Linked DNA regions of Mus musculus: all the other regions are linked to region 2. A link is a contact called in public promoter capture Hi-C data. All regions are on one chromosome and are shown on one strand. Each heading gives the region's core, a stretch centred on a gene start, on an enhancer-like site or on the middle of the called end of the contact. The rest is flanking DNA. Distances are from core to core; before and after follow the strand shown.

What was found. Promoter capture Hi-C pulls out the DNA fragments that hold promoters and counts their contacts. Capture Hi-C pulls out chosen DNA fragments and counts their contacts.
Region 1: a promoter capture Hi-C map of liver shows a contact between it and region 2, with 2.5 times the contacts expected there. The contact joins the promoter of Ddx39b here to the promoter of Akap8 in region 2.
Region 3: a promoter capture Hi-C map of liver shows a contact between it and region 2, with 2.9 times the contacts expected there. The contact joins the promoter of Nelfe here to the promoter of Akap8 in region 2. A contact is called at or near these places in 2 of 39 promoter capture datasets (hippocampal neurons and liver).
Region 4: a contact with region 2 is called in a promoter capture Hi-C map of liver, with 3 times the contacts expected there. The contact joins the promoter of Rnf5 here to the promoter of Akap8 in region 2. A contact is called at or near these places in 2 of 39 promoter capture datasets (hippocampal neurons and liver), 1 of 115 datasets of contacts at active chromatin or transcription factors (astrocytes) and 1 of 9 other capture datasets (liver).

What each region holds. Positions count from the first base shown.
Region 1 is chr17:35,239,991-35,243,318 of GRCm38.p6, reverse strand. It overlaps Ddx39b (DEAD box helicase 39b), which reads right to left and starts at 1,573. Exons shown (of 11, transcript NM_019693.3): 1 at 1,467-1,573; 2 at 1-206. The coding sequence starts at 79. It overlaps LOC115488830 (a small nucleolar RNA gene), which reads right to left and starts at 641; the gene lies at 565-641.
Region 2 is chr17:32,319,931-32,322,984 of GRCm38.p6, reverse strand. It overlaps Akap8 (A kinase (PRKA) anchor protein 8), which reads left to right and starts at 1,747. Exons shown (of 14, transcript NM_019774.5): 1 at 1,747-1,900. The coding sequence starts at 1,882. It overlaps Akap8l (A kinase (PRKA) anchor protein 8-like), which reads left to right. Exons shown (of 14, transcript NM_017476.2): 13 at 994-1,089; 14 at 1,200-1,561. The coding sequence ends at 1,493.
Region 3 is chr17:34,848,671-34,851,893 of GRCm38.p6, reverse strand. It overlaps Nelfe (negative elongation factor complex member E, Rdbp), which reads right to left and starts at 1,503. Exons shown (of 11, transcript NM_001045863.1): 1 at 1,306-1,503; 2 at 901-983. The coding sequence starts at 975. Skiv2l (superkiller viralicidic activity 2-like (S. cerevisiae)) reads left to right here and starts at 1,690. Exons shown (of 28, transcript NM_021337.2): 1 at 1,690-1,760; 2 at 1,895-1,998. The coding sequence starts at 1,739.
Region 4 is chr17:34,601,839-34,605,098 of GRCm38.p6, reverse strand. It overlaps Rnf5 (ring finger protein 5), which reads left to right and starts at 1,538. Exons shown (of 6, transcript NM_019403.3): 1 at 1,538-1,765; 2 at 2,790-2,808; 3 at 2,902-3,014; 4 at 3,111-3,165; 5 at 3,241-3,260. The coding sequence starts at 1,626. It also overlaps a transcript of Agpat1 not described here.

The DNA of each region.
Region 1 (3,328 bases), core at 324-2,823, 2.9 Mb before region 2:
TCCCATCTGCCCCAGCGGCTGTCTCCACCTCGTCGTCTTCGTAGTCCAAGAGCTCATTGTCCACATCGTTCTCTGCCATAATTGGGCCGGCAGGGGGAGAAGGGAGGTCTCTTGAGTTAGGTGTCCCAGAGCAGGTGAGGAAGCAAGGGCCAAAGAGAGGGGTTGAAGAACAGCAAGGGGAAAGACACCAGTTTCCGACAGAAGAGCTGGGAGAGGGGACAACAAAAAAACCGGAAAAACTCATCAGTCACGAATGGACTCGTCACTTCTCGTCGATCCCTACACCCGTCCTATTCTTCCCTAAACTGTGAAACCTTTGTCCCGAAAGAAGAGTTAACAAAGAGACTCATGACATAAGAAACGGGAACACCAGACGGGAGAGACAGAGTGGGCTCCACCGCTAACCAGACTTTGTAACACACACTTCGACAGGCAGGAGCCAACTGGGAGACCGCAGTAAAATGAGCGTGACTAACGACTCACACGAGGGTTGAGACACAAAGGACAAGGGAAGACAGAGACTGCGCTTTCTCCTGCCACCTCACGGTGGTGATCCCCAACGTCAGCCATCAGTCAAGGGTGATAGATAAGGGTCAGCACTGCGCAGAGCGCTCACTTCCCAAATGCAAACATCATGTGGCTGCCGCTATTCTCTTGCTCAGAAACCCCCGAGTGGCCGTCCCAGCGGCGCACACCTGGACCGGGGAACAGAAGCAGGAAGGAGGGTGGTGCGGGGCGGAGGGTGGGAAGTGTATGAATGGCTCCATTTCAAGAAAAAAAAAATTTTTTTGTTTTGAAAAAGATGGGTGTGTGCAGTTCAATGGCAGTGCTTGCTTAGTAACGCGAGAGGCCGCAAGGTTCGGCTCAGCGCTGCCAAAGTTAATTTTAAAAGTCGCACTAAGGAATTAAGGTCACAGCTGAGAACGATGCAGGATTAAGAGTGTGAGCCGGGTGGCCTTAGAAAGGAACGCCTTGCAGTGCTCTCGGAAAAGCTTCCCCAGAAGTGCGCGACACCATCGGCCACGCACAGAGGCAGCCATTCACAGAGAGCTCCAAATAAGGCAGCGAAAGCGGGGTCAAAGGGCTGGACGGGCCCCGGAGCGAGATCTTCCCATCCCTGGGCGAGCAAGAAAAGGCCCGGAGGGGAGATGCGAGGGGCCCCGCCCTCCTCCTGGCGCCGCCTCCGGCCGCCGCGGCCCCGGGTGGGCAGAGGACCCACTGGAACACCCAGGAAGCGCGGAGACACAATGGCGGCCGAGGCCACCATTTTGGATCGTTCCCCCCTTGTCTCCCAGCTCCCCGCCAAGATCTGCTCTCAGAAAGGGGTGAAGACAACAGAACTGGACGCCCGCCTGCGCGCCGGCGGCCACGGCGCCGGCCCGGCACCGGGTATCAGGGACCCGCGCGGCGGGGCGAGCCGCGGGAGAAGCAGATGGCGGTGGATGGTGCACAGGGCCAAAGCTTACCTAAGCACTGCGAGCGTGTATGGCGGCAGCAACGGGGACGGAGGCGGGAAGCTGCCTTCACTTCCGGTTCCAGGCTCGCCCCGGCCTCCCGCCTTCCCGGCCGCCAGGGCGCACGCGCAAGGAGCCGGAAGCAGGCTTTCGCCGCGCGCGCTCCGCGGCTGGCTTTGCAGAACGCCCACTTGAAATGAAGCTTCAGACGACGCCTCCTCCGGTCGCCAGTAGCAAGAGCGCGACAGGAAACTCACGTCTTCCCCCGCAGAGCTCTCCATTTTGTTCTTCTACGCTTATGCAACACCCTCCGACGGTCGGCTCTACTTTAGTTTTGTTTGCCACGCCAGGCTTCTCCCTGGGCACCTCTCTGTGGGCATGGAGGACTCCGCGATCGAATGAGAAGCGTTTCTCACGGGGTCCTTAGCCTCGTAGTCAAGGTGACCCGAGAGCGGCTAACTCGGGCCTCTGCTGGAGGGGAGGGGGACACGTGACCACGCCCATTACAGTCGTGCAGAGAATAGGCAGGATTTACCCAAAATTATATCGAAAGATGGAGGCTTACATTCTGTCTAGGTGCTAAATAAATGGTGGGGTTTGAGGTTATGCACCTTTCCATAATTCTTGCTAACTAGAGCAGCAGAATAATCTCAGTTCCATTATTCAGCCTGGACATCCCCCTCCCCCCATGTGGTATTCCCTTTGAGATGTTACATATAGCAGAAGTGTTGTCCTGTTGCCTTGCTACATAAACACAAGCTCGGGCTTTCCCTATTAAGGACACTTAATATTAATACAAAGTAACACTAAGTATCAGTGTTGCCAACCAGCTGGCTGTGTCCTGCTCAACGCATAAGCTCTCTGGGCTGGGGCTTGGTAGCTTTTGATCCCTCCGCATTTGGCAGCCCTAAGCAGCAGGCCGGCGGGTTTTGTATAAATCAGAGAGGAGTGGGAATTCCTCGGCCCTGGTAACTTATTACGAACTGTAGCTCCAGAAAGTGCGGTACCTGGGCCTTTAGCTTTGAAGCGTTTCCAGGAACTCTCCTAGTGACCTAGTTGGCGGGCTCTTAGCCACTGTCTTCCTGTTACTGGACCTAATGTGACATTGTGGAGGGTAGCATAGTAAGGTTTGTCCCAGCTGACCCAAGTGAGCCAAACTTTCTGCTTTACAGCCAGCAAAGGGTGTTTGCACCAAACACAGCAAACAGCAAACTCGTGCAAATGAAGACTTGTGTTTGCACCAATCATAATATTGTCCCTTTGGCATCAGTGATAACACATCTTCCTGCTACTGGACTATGGGAAGTTCCACCCTCCACTGGGGGAGGAGAGAGAGGACAGAAACAATCCTGGCTGAGCCATTAGCTGTGTGGTTTCCTCAAAGACTTTATAGAAGATTCAAAATGGCCATGCTGACAGTCCTCGTTAAGGTAGCCAGGGCAGGAAGGGATTGTCTTAACAGCTGGCTGTGATTTTAACAATGCTTAAAACCTGGGCCACTGGGGCCACAGCAAGGTGAGTGCCCCTCATCTGTCTTGCCATTTTTTTCTTCCTTTCTCTGTTACTGAGTTTGAGCAGTTATATAGACTGGCCTCAAGCTCTCAATTCTCCTGCTGGAGGATTTGAATGCAGACCCATGCCCCGCTCCACTCTTCCTGTAAACATATGAAAATAGAGAAATAAAACAAGGTGGCCAAGGCAATACAGCTAGCAGGGAAACACCAGGGTGTAAGCACCCCAATTTCCTATCACATGTGTCCCTCCTCTTCAAAAATCTCCTTGCTTTTGTATAGCTATTTCCCCCGAAACATTTCCTCCTGATGAGAGTGGAGAAGGCTCAGGAAATTCAGAAAAAAAGTTGCAAGACACGGAAC
Region 2 (3,054 bases), core at 498-2,997:
AGGACAACTTGCAGGAGTTGGTTCTCTCCTTTATTGTATGTGACCTTAGAATTGGGTTCAATTTGCCAAGCTGTGCTTTTACCCAGAGTCATCTTGCCAGACCCTTTATTGTTTTTACATTTTACTTTTTTTGTTGTCACTGGAATTGAGGGGAGGGGGGTGGCAGTGAAGGTTTTTCTGTGTCCTGGAACTTGCTCTGAGACCAGGCTGGCTTTGAACTCAGGAAGATCTGCCCTCCTACCTCAGCCGCCCAAGTGCTGGGATTAACGATATGGGCCACCAAGCCCAGCCCTACGTTTTACTTTTAATAAGTTTTATTACATCTGGTGTGTGTGTATATATATGGGGATTGAACCTAACTAAGGCTTTAAGAATACTAAGAAAGCACTCTATCATCAAATTATTATATTATCTCCAGCTGGCCCCCTCCCCCTTTTTACGTTTTATTTTTTTATTTTTTATTTTCTTGTATGTTTTGCCTGCACATATGCTCACTATTCACATGCCTGGTGCCTGTGGTAACCAGAAGAGGGCTTCATATTCCTGGGAACTAGATTAGAGATTGTTGTCAGCCACCTTGTAGGTGGCAGAAAATGAACCTGAGTCTTTGAAATACTAACAAGTCCTTTACGCTGAGCCATCTCTCTAGCTCCCAGCCGTCTTTTATTTTCTGAGACATAGTCAAACCATGTAAACCGTTAAACTCTGTAGTCCAGGTAGGCCTTCCACTTTAATGTCCTGGAGTTACATGGCCTGTGCCACTAAGTCCAGTACTTACTATAGTTTCTATGTAAGCAGATCAGGTTTCAAACAGCAAATAAGGTGTGGGTGATCAGATCGAATCCTAGTTCCTTGCATGCCTGTCCAGACTGACTGGAATTACGCCCAAGGTCACTTACAGACACTAGGACTAGTTATTGGTGAATCTGAACCTCAGCTGGGTTTGTTGGATTCCTAGAGCAGCCTCACCAGCCCTGTCTGCCCTGCCCATAGCTTATGATGGAGCAGTCCAAGAAGTCCTCGCTTATGGTGGCCCGCAGTATTCTCAACAACAAGCTCATTAGCAAGAAGCTGGAGCGATATCTGAAGGTGAGGCAAAGGCGAAAGCACTGTCCTAGTCCTGACCTTTGTGTGAGCCTGGTCCCCATTCTATCCCAGTGATTCCTACCTCCCATTAAAGTCTCTATCCATCTCTACAGGGCGAGAATCCTTTCACTGACAACCCAGAGGAGGAAAAGGAACAAGACGAGGTGGAGGCTGGCGCTCTGGATGAAGGGGCACCAAGCGAAGCGACAGAGCTCACAGAGGGCGTGCCGGCACAGCCCCCCGTGCCCCTGGAGCCCGCCCCAGGGACTACAACACCGCCACCTCCGCCACCACCAGAAGAGGAGGAGAGCCCTGTACCCTTGCTGGGCGGAGCGCTGCAGTGTCAGATCCGCGGGATCCCGGGCCTCGACATGGAAGACGACGAGGAGGGCGGTGGGGGTCCATAACCCTTACCCGGCAGGGCTCCCGTGGCCGAGGCTGGAAGTCCAGCCTAATAAAGTGCTTTCCCATCTGAGGTCTTCGTTTGTGCTGTGGTGAGGGCGGGCCCCTAGAAGTGCGCCTGCGCGCGGGTAAACGCGCTAGAACCGCTCACGCGTGCGCGGACCTGGACGCTCTTGCGCACTAGCTTACCCTTGAGGCACAACTCCCGAGATGCTGTAGATTTGCAACCCGGAAGGCTGGGCGGATCGGCGGGGGCGGGCCCATTTGAGCAACCAATGGTAGCGCCCAGAAAGAGACGTACGCTCTTCGTCTTCCAGTAGCAGACAGCACGTTGAACGCATGCGTTCTGAGCGAATCTAAGACAAGGATCTGCTGGCGGGTCGCGTCGCAGACATGGAGCAAGGCTACGGAGGTTAGTGTGGGCTCTTCTTCACCACGGGAGACCCTGGCGCATGTGGTATTCGGGCTTAGCCTGCAGCCGGAACGCACTTGCCGCAGCCCGGTTCTGTGTGGAGTTGTCCCGGACGCGCGCGCTTCCCTTATTGGGCCTCTGCGCAATCGTTCCCGAAGCGCCGCGCGTGGATTGGCCGGTAGGACTCGGGGCGGGGGGTGCGGATGAGGCGCGAAGGCCGACGCTGTGGCCGGTTTCTGGATGCGTTCTGGACCGCTTTCACTGTGCAAGCCGAGTGGCTCTCATCGCTGCGGGACCCCAGGACCCGAGCGGTCTCAGTCCCGCCTTCTCTTCCGAAGACGCCACAAAATGGCGGCTCCAGGGGCGGGGCTAAAGCGAACGCTGAGGAAGCGGGGGGTGGAGGGGGTTGAGGTCCGGCTGGGTTGCGGCGGCCGTAGCGAGGAGAGAGTCTCAGCTCATCCTCCGCAGGTCGTCCTTGAGAGCTCGTGTCCCCGGGCTCGCTTTTCTGAAGGCTTACGGGCAGCGCGCGATCGGCCCAGCTGTGCACTGCGGCTACACCCGGTGCAGCTTTTTGGGAAAACCTGGCTGGGTCTCTGCAGTGTACGCGGCGTGAGGTGCTCGTGGGAGGTGTGCTGCCTGAGGGGCTGGGATTCTGGACTGTAACATTACGGGGGTCTGCGGAAGCGGGAACGTTGCCTTTCCTAACCTAAATGTCAGCAACTTTTCGTAATTAGGCGTCGGTTCTCGAGCTATCTGCTTTTAATCTCCTGGGAGGCCTTGACTCTGTACGGAGATTTACCCGCAGGAGATAGTTGGAACATGTGGAATGGGGTTGGAAGTGGGCACAGGGAGTGGTTAGTGGCTTCTGGCGGCTAAGGAAGGGATCTTGAGAGGCAGCAGAGTAACAAGATCCCTAGAATTGGACTTGCCAGAGAGGCCTGAGGTGTGATGAACACGTGTGCTTGGGTATCAGCCTAGTGCTCTTTGCCTTTGGGATCCTAGATCTATGTCTTCCATTCTTAGCCTTTCCACCAGATAGATACCTGTCACAACCCTGCTATACTTCTTTGGTCTAGGGAACTTCATGGTGACTCCCACTTTCTACCAGCCAATAATTTTACAGATACAGTTAGGGTATTTGCAGCCTTCCTGGT
Region 3 (3,223 bases), core at 254-2,753, 2.5 Mb before region 2:
ACAGAAAAGATACTTTAGACAAAGAAATTGGGGTTGCAAAAATGCAGAGGAGGTTTTGGAAGGCAGGTTTTAAGAGAAAATAATTCTCTCTTTTGACAGGTATGGTGAGCTGATATTTCAATTCTATACATGATGTGAAACCTCGGAAGTGTTTTCAATGGATCAGGTGTGCCTTCAAAACAGCAAAGCCAGACCCTGTCAATGAGAAATTACTCAGAGGTTTCACTAGTAAGGAGAGTGCTGAGGACGGTGTTGTGCACCTAGAGTTCCACTTCCTGAGAGAAGCTTAGGGAGGAAGATACCAGGAGCCCAGGAGTTGAAAAAACAAAACAAAACAAAACAAAACAACCCACCCAACCCGGCCACATACTGAGATCCTTGCCAGGGGTAGTGGTAGGGGACAAAGTGGAAGAGGAACTTAGAAACCATCGACAGACTTGACAAATGTTTTGCTGTGTAAATAGTACAGAAGCCAGAGGTGAGGCAGAGCCATTCCAGGCTACCCAAAGCCACATATTTTCAATCCAGCCTGGGCTAAGTGTGAGACCCTGTCTGAGGTGGAGTGGTGTGTCAGAGATGAGAGATTTTAAGGCCTATTAAATGCAGTTGGTTATCTAAAAGCGAAGGGAGGGAGGTAGAGCAGACAGGAGGAGCACATTTACTTGGGCATTTGATGGTTCACAAGGCTCTGGGTGGTACTGAAGCCACAGGGACGATGATAATTCCATTGGGGATGACCAGAGAAGAGGGAGGGTTCAAATAAGACTGGACGATGCTGCCAAAGCTCCACTGAGAGGTCCCCTTCCGGTAGGAGGCAGGAGGACTCCCATGGCCTTACAGTCAGCCCAGGTGTCCCCAGAGTCTGGAGAAGCCGGGCCACCACGCTTAACTAACTCCTACCTTCTTCTTGAGTTTGTTGAACTTCTTCTGCAGTGCCTCTTCCTCTTCACTCAGCCCCGGAGGTATCACCAACATGTTGGCTCCTGGTTCAAGGGCAGAACCCAAGACATCATTCTCTACTGTCACCATTCAAAATTCACACGTCGTCCAACTTGCGTCCATCCTGTATGCACCCCAACCTCCAGGCCCGCCTACTCCAGCCTCTGGCCTTTCCCTAACCCCTCGTTCCTCCGAGGCTGCTTGTCCAGCCTCCTGTTTATGGTAATCAACCGGCATTCCCGCCTATGTCCAAGGTCCAGACACTAGAGCCTTGGGGTACCTCAGCCCGGAGAAGGGAAAGCACTCCCTGCGACGCCAAGGCGATGGCTCCCGACCCCCATGCCCAATGGGGTTAGGTCAGCCAACCTCGGGGTCCGATGGGCAGAGAAGGCGGCCGGGCCCGCGTAGCGCTATCTGGGCAACCAGAGGAGGAGGAAGAAGAACCAGGGGCCGCGCGGGGAAGGCGCGAAAGATGTGAGACGAAGCCCTCACCTGAGGGGGCGGCGCCCGGGCCCGCGGTCTCCGGCGCCGCCGCGCGGGCTACTGCGCGCTGGCTCGCGGCGATGACGTAAAGGGGCGGGACACGCGGTAACCAAGGCGGCGAGTCGCAGTGACTTCCGCCCGGCCTTGCCCGGCTCCGAGTCAGGCTTCGGCGCCGCTCTCGCCCACGCTCCCGGCGGGGAGTGGTGGAGGAGGGGGCGTGTCGGAAGTAATTTCAACTTCCGCCCTTCTCGGGGCGGGGCCGGCTCCGTGGTTACTCTGAGTTTCCGGGCTGCTCGGGAGCTGCCGCGGCTCCAGGATGATGGAGACGGAGCGACTCGGTGAGGGGGAGGGGAGGAGAGTGGACGGGAGAGGAGAGGAGAGGAGGGGAGGGGAGGGAGGGGGGTCCGCGGAAAGGACTAGTTAGTAGACAGGAATGACTTGTGGCTTTTAACCTGTGACCTTTCCCTTGTAGTTCTGCCTCCCCTAGATCCCCTGAACTTACCCCTTCGAGCTCTGGAAGTGGGGTGCACTGGCCGTTGGGAGCTGCTGAACGTGCCAGGGCCTCCAGAGAGCACTGTGAGTGACTTTTGACCCTCACCTTTGACCTATGAGCCTAAAAGAAATTCCACCCTGCTCACAGGAGGATGTAGCTTGACACTGTCATCTTGGCCTCCGGCTCATGCTGGACAGATCCCACTCTACTGGAACTCCAGTAGGTCGGAGCGGGGAGTGCTGGAGACGCGAGCTCTCAGAGCTGCCCCTTCACCTGTATCTTTCCTCCTAGGAGGTTCCTTCTCTCTGCATAGCTCAGAGCACTTGGCTCTTTTAAACTGAAGCCTGGCGTGGCTCACACCCTTATTCCCAGCACTTGGGAGGTGGAGGCAGGCAGATCTCTTGAATTGGAGGCCAGTTTGATCTACATACCAAGTTCTAGGCCAGCCAGGGCTATGTAGTGAGATCTCATCCCCAAAACAGAAAGAAAAGAAGCAGAAAATTTAAGACTGGCAGAATGACTTATTAGCCCAGAGATTCTCCACCTTTGATTCACTACCCATTTGAGGGTGGAATGACCCTTTGACAGGGGTCACATCACATATCAGATATCCTGCACACCAGACATTTACATTAAGATTCATAACAGTAACAGAATTACAGTTAATAAGTAGCAACACAATTATTTTTCGGTTGTGGTCAGCACAACAGGAGAACCGGTGCATTAAAAGGTGGCAGCATTTGAGAAGGTTGAGAATCACTGGCTTAGCCTATTAAAGCGCTTGCCCATGCAAGTCTGATGAGACACACGTAAAGGCAGCGAGAGAGCCAGCTCCACAATGTGGTCTTCTGACTGCCATGTGTGCATGCGTGTACCCATGTCCACCCATTACACACAGACCTATACATACTAACACATACTACTACAAATAATAAGAATTCTAAAATGCGAATTCTCAGTTGAGCACATAGCTCACTTGGTATAGCGCTTGCTCAGCATACACAAAGCCCTGGTTTTGATCCCTGGCTCTGCATGATAGTCAGGTGTTGGTAGCTCATGCTTGTCACCCCCTCACTTGAGAGGGGGAGGGATATGTGTACACACACACACACACACATCAAGTTGGATGCAAACATGGGTTTCATGAGAGCCTCTCTCAAAATAAGAATGCAGATTGCTGTGTCTGGCCTCTGTGTGTCTGAAATCAGTGATTTACCTTAGTTGGTATCCTGGGACATCTACCATTGGATCTGAACACAAGTTCCATCGCCTCTTTTGTCTACACGCTATCCTTTATTAACCAACTTA
Region 4 (3,260 bases), core at 289-2,788, 2.3 Mb before region 2:
CGCGTATCTAACTGGCCAAACCCTACTTCCCTCTTCACACTCTGGACGAGTCCATCGTTCCTACCTCCTATTCGCCTATTCTGCATCTAAACCTCTTCAATACTCCAGATCCTCGCTTCTCCGTACCTCCTCCTATAGAGAGTCCCAGCTTCTCACCTTTCTTTATTCCTCAGTCACACAGGTCCTTTATCAAGGTATTGAATAATCCTTAGCTAGCGTGTTCTCGTCTCCCGCCCATGGACACCTTTGCCCTGGGTGATTTACATGGCTTGGTGAAGAGCCCTTGCGAATGCGAGGACTGTTACCTAATTCTGGGCCTTGGGCCATAGTGAGGGTCACTGAGTGCTGGAAAGGCCCTAGCTGCCAGCCGTCCAGCCAGGAAAAAGATCCAAATCTATGCAGGGCAAACTACAAGGAAGGGGCGGATCTACCCCATTCTACGGCGGGTCACCTAGGGGTCGGCCTCTGTCCTTTGGGCGCCCACTCCCAAGAGGGTGGAACCAGTCCTTTTCTGCTTGTAAGGTTTAGGACGGAGTGGGGGTCCACTGTGGTCTGCTGTGTCACATTACAACGGTGGGCCTTTGGCTCGGTCCTGCTGTGAGAATCACCTAGAGAGGCTAAGTCGTCCAACCGAGAGAGTGGGGTTAACACCGGCGCCACAGACCGACGGCCGCACCATCCACGCGTCGGGCTAACCCCAGCTCTGCTCCCCGCTTCTCCGAGAGGGAGGGGCGGACCCAAGGTCTTCCCTCTACGTCACCCAAGGAGGCCGGAGCCATCTTGAACCCTGCGACCCTGGTACTTCTGCCCTTCCCCCTCCCCCCTTAGCTCTGCACCGTCTCTCCAGATCTCGGCCAATCAGCGGCGGAGTAAACCGCCCAATCAAGCGGAGAGAGTCCGGGCGGAAAGACCCGGATAAGGCCGAGTCGAGGCCTTTGAACCTAAGGCCCCGCCAATAGCGGAGGGGTTGCCATGGTGACGAGAGAGAGCGAGTGAAGGGGCGGGACTGGAGTCGACACCGCCTTCGTCTGGGTTGGCCTATTCCACGCCCCCCCCCCCCGCTTATTGCGCATGCTCATTCTTCCGTGTCATGCCAGCCAATCATTTGATTTGGAACCATTCGCTCTAAAGTCCAATAGGAACCCGGACCTTCTAAGAAAGAGGAAGAGAAGGAAAAAAAGAGGCTTATGGTGGGCGAGTTCTGTAGGCCTGAGCCAATCCCTTCTGAGCTTTGGTTATGACTGGCAGCTGAACTGACGAATCAAAGCCTCTTTAGCTGAGTGACAACACAGGCCTAGCTCATTATGACCAATCCCTCGGCAGTGCATAGTTACTGAAGCCCTATCAGCCAATCATCATCGTGCAAGGGTAGGGGCCCCACACACACCTTTTTCCGCCCCCACTCTTTGGATCAATCGTGTCCTTTGAATTCTATATGATTGGCAGGTACCTCGACCAATAATGATGAGAAAAACTTGAAGTTTGCCCAACGATCCTGGGCCGAAGGCGGACCTGCTTTGTTGGGGCGTGAGTGTGTGTGTGCCTGTGTGTGTGCCCTGTGTTAGTGTATATGTGTGTGTGCCTGGGGGTACTGAGGGCTACGTGGGGGCGAAGCAGAACTTGCCATGGCAGCAGCGGAGGAAGAAGACGGGGGCCCCGAAGGGCCAAATCGCGAGCGGGGCGGGGCGAGCGCGACCTTCGAATGTAATATATGTCTGGAGACAGCTCGCGAAGCTGTGGTCAGCGTGTGTGGCCACCTGTATTGGTGAGAATCCGAGTCAGGGGCTTGGGGTGAGGCGGCGGGGTTCGTCTTTGTGCTGGGGAGGCCGAGAGCGGGGACCATGCAGTTTTTTTCAGATGACCAGAGGGCATATGTCCCACCCCACCTCCCCACATACACGTAGGGGAGGCCTAAAGTGAGGACTTGTGTCTTTGCTGATGTATGTAGATGGGGTGGGGGTGCGGGAAGGGTCACATCTGTGCAAATGAGATATCTTTCCAGGGAGGGTCCTATGAGCTGGTGCATGGTATGTTATGAGGAGGAATGGGAAATGGGGGACGCTGCATATTCCTCCATTCGAGACCTGAACCACAGTACCCCGTTAGACCTACCCAGGTGTTGAGATAAAATAGATGAGAGACTTTTCAGTTTAGGGGATGTGCCTGTCGGAGGAGGAGGGAAGATCTAGGGACTATGGACCTAGATGTGGGTCATATTAAGATGAGATGTGGGAGGGGGTGATTTGTCAAACCTGAAGACAATGGCATTGTGTAAGGACAAGATGGAGAGGGTGAAGGGTCATGGAGAGAGGGGTTTTACTGAGCTTGAAGTAAGGAGGAGAGGAACAATGTGGGTGTCTGAAAACCATGGGAGTCTGGAGGATTAGGAGCAAGAATGGAGTTCAGGCTGAAAGGAAACCTGTTGAATTGGGAAGTCAAGTTCGGAGGCAGAAAGGGGGAGGTTGAAGGTGTGTGTGTGTGTGTGTGTGTGTGTGTAGAGGGAGACAGACAGGGAGAGACAGAGAGGAGACACCGGAAGAGAGAAAAGGATCAAATGTGTGGAGGATGTTGAGGACCCAATGTGAGTACCTTTAAATGTCAAGTATCAAAGGCAAGAAGCTGGAAAAGTCAAGTTAGCAAGTATGCTAGAAGCTGTTGGGAATATGGAGAGAAATGGAGCAGTAGAGCAGCAGTGCCTGGGAGACAGGTGGTGGGTGGGCTTCCATGTTCTGGGGTCTGCAGCTCTCTTCTGTAGTTTGACGTGTGCTTTTTGTTTGTTTTTCATCCAGTTGGCCCTGTCTTCACCAGGTATGTGTTCATGAGGTGGACTGGGAAACAGGGAGGGTCAAGGAGCTCCGAGATGCTCTTTGTACTTGAAAACACTTCATATTTCCTTTGCAGTGGCTGGAGACCCGGCCAGACCGGCAAGAATGCCCGGTGTGTAAAGCTGGCATCAGCAGGGAGAAGGTCGTCCCTCTTTATGGGCGAGGGAGCCAGAAGCCACAGGATCCCAGGTGAGACCCAACACGATGCTGAGGGGAGCTGCAGGCTTCTGTCCCATCCCGAGACAGGGTGTGAAAGGTGCTGCCTGCCTCTCTCCTTCCTCTCAGATTGAAAACTCCACCCCGCCCTCAGGGCCAGCGACCAGCTCCAGAGAGCAGAGGGGTGAGTCTCCTTGTCCAGCCGTGTCCCTCCTTTGCCCAAGCCTATGGGCTTCCCTCATCTTCCCTGCCTCCCTAGGGGTTCCAGCCATTTGGTGA